Regions from separate parts of the Zea mays genome. Here region 1 is linked to region 2. The links are chromatin contacts, called in public Hi-C maps. All regions are on one chromosome and are shown on one strand. The core of a region is the stretch at or near the end of the contact, and the rest is flanking DNA. Distances in the headings are between cores, read along the strand shown. Region 1 has its middle 25 kb from the start of LOC109945262. Region 2 holds the start of LOC100286370.

Region 1 (2,791 bases), core at 213-2,712, 330 kb before region 2:
GGTACTCGGCAAAGAGCTCTTTGCCGAGTGCCACGCAAAAAACCCTCGGTAAAATAAAACACTCGGCGAGAGAGAGGTTGCGAGTTCGAATCTCACCATTTACAAAACATATAAGTTTGATTCAAAATAATAGTGAAAAATGATAGGGCAACAGGTAAGGTAATAGGGTAGGGTTGGAGAGTTGTTCCTAGAATTTAAAAAATGTTTTGCTGTTTTTTTTAAAATTTTTCGATTCTTAATTTGCCGAGTGTTTTTCTTTGCCGAGTGCTTTTTGACACTCGGCAAAGTCTTTGCCGAGTGTCCGAAAAAAAGCACTCGGCAAAGAACCATTTGCCGATGAAATCTTTGCCGAGTGTTCTTTGCCGAGTGTTACACTCGGCAAAGCCTTTGCCGAGTGTAAAATAGCTTCTGCCGAGTGTTTTAGACACTCGGCAAAGAACGCGATTCCGGTAGTGGCTGCAAAGCCTGTGACCTCGTGTCTGTATCTGAAATTCTCTGAATGATGCAGAATGCATGCAGCTCATTCGCTGTTGTGCTGTGCAGTGCAGGCATCACAGCATGCACTGGAGACGGGAGAGTGCCGGCGATGAGGGATGGGAATGGATCTAGCGAGGTCTGGGAGTGGATGCCTCAGGATTAGGGGGATACAGTAAAGCGGCAAGCGGAAGCCTTTTTCTTCTTCAGCTGCTGGCCGAGAATCTAGGCGACCGGGGAGATCTGAAGTCCCAGATCCATGTTTCTGCAGGACAGTGAGGATAAACTGATCGAGAGGCGATGTTTGTGCCAGGTGTCCACACAGCAGCTAGCAGCTCCTTGCTTGGGAGCTTCCCTCATCTTTCTCATCTTCACTTCAACAGGCTACTTGCTTGCCTTAACTTTGGATGATGAACTTGCCTTGCAGCAGAGGGAGACAATCATATCATATATATATTATAGTTCTGAATCTGTGAAAAAAACAAACCAGCCATAACATGAGTTGTTTCAGCTACACAAGATTAAAAAAAAGTCCAAAGTTACAATCGGCAAGAAAAAAAATGTCTTAATTACCTCGTTGATTGAACTAAGTTCACGGTAAATTTAATGGCATATAGTATTATAGTCTTCCAAGGATTGACTATGACCAAGCAAGAAGACGAGTGCAATACTCTTTTACTTTCCTGATAGTTTAAGTTTTTTTTATAAAAGTTGTATGAGCTGATGAAGAATTGAAGTGTTAAATGTGAAGTACAGTTAGATCATGATTAAAAAACTAGGAGACTCGTTTGCACCCTTATATATCTAAGAAGATATGCGGTTGTTCCCCTATATAAATAACTATAAATAGGTTTCATGACAAACAGGTGAGTTAAAAAATAAAAAGGGTTAAGAACGCAAAGCCGAACATTTATCTGGTGTGGATAGCAGACTAGGCCGGACTCGTTAAAGGCCCCCAACGACGACGACGCAACCTCGCATGCAATTGAAAATGCTACGTCCAGGGCCCAGGGCAGCCGCTTCTTCCACGGCAGGGTCCACTGGGCCGTCCTAGCTACGTTGTCTGATGATGTCGCCCAAGGCCAATGACGTACAGCGACGTTAGAAAGTTCCATGCACTGGGTGCAAGTAGCACAATATAACAAACAAATATAACCAGAAAGAGGGCATTATGCAATTTAATATAAACCAATAGCACTAAGAAATGCTATTAGACGTCACGAATGATAAATGACCATAAATAGCCAACCCCTGTTGTGCAACAAGTCTTATGTACGAACATGCAAACAACCTTTAAATTATGGTTTAACCGTAAATGGGAACATATGTATAGTAGTGAGGTGGGTGTAGAACTGACTAGAGATAGGGGTAGAGATAAAGAATTTGGAGAAGAGAATAATGATTTTTTCAAGTAAAAAGTGTCTACGGTTCTCGACTGCGGACAAAACCAATCGAACCAATCAACTCGTTTATCAATTTCTTTACTTTCTTATCCTAGAAGTAGCAAGTAATGTAACCTTATTTATCTATATCTTCACCTCTCTACGACTCTACGTCATCTAAAGACGCCTTGAGTGGCCTGTCGATCTCAAGACAAACTCTAGGATCTCTCCCCCTGACGAGTCCCTCCTAGAGGCGAGATCCAGGTGTCATTGGCGAAGGCCTCCGCCTTGCGCACGCACGGACCATCTGGCACGGCACAGGAAACCCGCTCCTGCTGTCTAGGTCATGGACCGTTTGACCCTAAGCCGCGGACCGTCCGCGTCGCCGTAGAGAGCCCACGCGAGTGAAACAACTCTCAGTAATTGACGCTCAGATCTACCCGCATCTCGTCAAACAATTCAACTAATGAACTAGATAAATTTTATCTGGAGTCCATGATCTATATTCTCATTATCTCCTCAACCCTAGCATTCATAATTAAACGTGGGATGATGATGCCCTTAATCAGTCATCAGGAAAGAAACATTGGGAGCAACAATATGTCAGCAAAATGAATTTAAGCAACATAAAAAAGAGAATGGAATTATATAATGTTAACTTGCCTTGCAGCAGCAATATGTCAGTAAAATGATTTAACATAAACTTGGTTCATTTGCTCTGAAGTTGATGCCCTCAAGGCTATTAGGGGCAGCTTGAAAGATCCACATGAAAATCTTAGCAGCCGGAGTCGGGGAGATCCATGCATGGGAAATTGGTCCCAAGTTATCTGTTAGACCGTGTCGCATAAAAATAAAGTTTATAAATCCAAACTGAGAGACTACGCCATTTTGTCAAGTGGGATAAGGATAAAGACAATGATAAGGAAAATGCTAAA
Region 2 (2,700 bases), core at 151-2,650:
ACGAGGTAGGAAACCATCTCCGAGTTCACCCTCTCGGCCTGCTCCTGCTGGAGAAAATGGTGGCCTTCGATGACGGTGACTTCAAGATCTGGAACGGTGGACTTGAACTCCGCGCTCTTGATGTACTCCCCAGTTCCAAAGGACTGGGCACCGATGTCCTTATCGCCAGCTATGAACTTCACAGGCACTGTAATCTTCGCTCCGTTCCAGGGTGCAAGGAGTCTCGAGTTCCTGCATGCAAAATTATATTACCACAACTTACGACCAGTGTAACCAGGCAATGGTTAATAAGACAGAAATAGTACGTACTAGGAAACAAGCTAATTAAGGTGAGGAAATTACGTCTCCGACATGCGGTAGTAGTTGAGGGGTCCAGTGAACCCGGACTTGTGAAACTTCTCAGCATACTGGCCCAGTTCTTCCTCGCTGATCCAAGGAAGTGGCGAGGGAGACGCCTCCAGGAAGTCTATGATCTCCACCCCAGGAGGAGCGGTGACATCATCTATTTCGATGGAGTAGAACTTTTTTAGGACAGTTGCGACATCGTAACGGGCGAATGCGCTCTCAGCTCTTCCAGCCTCCTGTAAATACGTATGAATCTTCAAACGCCATCGCCAAACGCTGTGTTTTTTCTATGGACTAATAATACTTAAATTATCGAAAACTCTCATTTATTGATATATATAGGTGCAAAATTGCTGGTACAAAATCAGGCGAAGTAGATAGCATGGTTGAGGGGGAAGATCATCGGATGAGCGAGCACCACCTGGAACTGATTTATGTAAAAGCCCTCGCCAAACGCCGCGAAGGCCTCCGTGATGGGGCGAGCGTGTGCGTGTCGAGCGGAGTACGGTACCCCCAGAACGACGGCGGCGCGCACCCGGTCCGGCCGGAACAGGCAGAGGAGCCACGCCGCATGCGCGCCCCAGTCGTGCCCCGCCACGAACACCTACAGATCCATCCGTGGCAGATGGCGGCGCCGGCGCGCACAGCACACAGTCACTCGCGATGGTGAGGCGAGAAACAAGAAGAAGCACGTACGGCAGGGGGACAGAAAAGGCGGCATGCACCTTTGTGAGTTGGAGGTGGTCGAGGAGCGCGACGACGTCGCCGACGATGTGGAAGATGGAGTAGGCGGCGGGGTCGGACGGCGCGGAGGAGTCGCCGTAGCCGCGGAGGTCGGGGGCTAGCGCACGGAACCCGCGGGCGGCGAGCGCGGCCATCTGGTGGCGCCACGAGAGCCAGAGCTCCGGGAAGCCGTGGAGGAGGAGCACCGCCGGCCCATCCTCGGGGCCCCGCTCGGCGACGTGGATGGAGACGCCGTTCACGTCCGCGTTCCAGTGCCGCACCTCGCCCGCGTCCATGCTATGCTGCATCTCTGACACGCGGGTCGCCTGTTTGGATCCTCAGGCTGCTATGCCGGTCAGTCAAAAATGTGCTCGCGCTGTCCACGTTGCACTGTAAAGAAATGGCCAAAGGTTTAAATCCGTTAATGAAGCAAGTAAATATACTCGCTCGGCCTTATTTTAACTGTCATTTTTCGTTTCTCGAAAAATCAAACATACTCTATTTTAATCAAATATATATATATATATAATAAAATACTAACTTTTATAAAATATAGTAATATTTATAAAATATAGTTAATATCATTAGGTGGATTATTGAATTTATTTTTCTAATAAATTTATTCTAATATATAAATATTGTTTGTATTTTTAAAACTAGTTAGTTTTAACTAGGTTTAATCGGTATATTAACTACAAAGATATTTAAATAGAAATAGATGGAATAAATATTTAGATTATTTTGTGAAAGTCGCTCTTCTGCACCACGTCGTCCTTTATTCAACGTTGACATCGACGTTGATTTTGGATCCGAGCTTTTAGGTGCAATTAAATTTTTATTTTTCGAGTAAGATGGAGCTCTCTTGTTGGACAAGGTGCAAGAGACAATTTGTTGACATATACATAAAATAATAGCACAAAAAATTCGGCCGGGAGGGTGTGACCACCCTCCCAGTACAATACCTAAGGCCGGCAGATAAGGCGCACAAAATCCTCTGATAGTTAATGGTCTCGAGCGAGAAAATCTCCAAACAATGACTCCATCACTAGCGGACCGTCATCGTCCACTCTGCAACAGTGGACCGTCACTACCCACTCTGCACGACCCAGCTAGAGGGTGGTGTGCAATACGTAACCCGGAAGCGGACAAGACATAGTGAGAGGGTTTTTTAACTACAGTCTTAAATTCGCTTCCATGAAAAATCGAACATAAGATCTGAGTTAGGGATGGCAACGGGTTTAAAACCCGCGGGTACATAGATTACAAACTCGTACCCGCGAGATTAATGTTAAACCCGTACTCGCACTCGCTACCCGCGACGGGTAGCGTATGTTACCCAAACCCGCTACCCGCGAGTTTATGGCATCCGCGGGCACAGTCATATAATAAATATTTATTAAACTGATAACACATAATAATAAATATTTATTAAACTGATAAAAACATGTACCAATCTTAGCCAAAAGTTCAACGAGTTCTCTGGCATCTGTAGTCTTCTTTTATATCATTTGATTGGCTCCGCCCGCTCAAATCTTTCGGGGTGGCACTAAATTGAGATGTATGTGCTCTACAGTCTACACAGACACACGCGAGTATGCGGGTTTACGGGTACAGATACAACATTTTTATGCC

Evidence for each region. Hi-C and Micro-C count contacts between places; a contact is called where the count stands out from the background.
Region 1: a contact with region 2 is called in a Hi-C map of tassel, with 4 times the contacts expected there. The contact joins the enhancer-like site here to the promoter of LOC100286370 in region 2. A contact is called at or near these places in 4 of 25 Hi-C or Micro-C datasets (ear, leaf, root tip and 1 more).

What each region holds. Positions count from the first base shown.
Region 1 is chr3:107,449,107-107,451,897 of Zm-B73-REFERENCE-NAM-5.0, reverse strand. No RefSeq gene overlaps it. Among protein-coding and RNA genes, the nearest start is that of LOC109945262, 25 kb to the right of the region's middle. Within about 2 kb of position 1,462, at least 15 of the 20 cell types and tissues checked have an H3K27ac peak or open chromatin away from gene starts, as enhancers often do. A contact at or near this core is called in ear, leaf and tassel, where this site is marked.
Region 2 is chr3:107,114,164-107,116,863 of Zm-B73-REFERENCE-NAM-5.0, reverse strand. It overlaps LOC100286370, which reads right to left and starts at 1,400. Exons shown (of 4, transcript NM_001159257.2): 1 at 1,071-1,400; 2 at 767-949; 3 at 343-581; 4 at 1-231. The coding sequence starts at 1,364.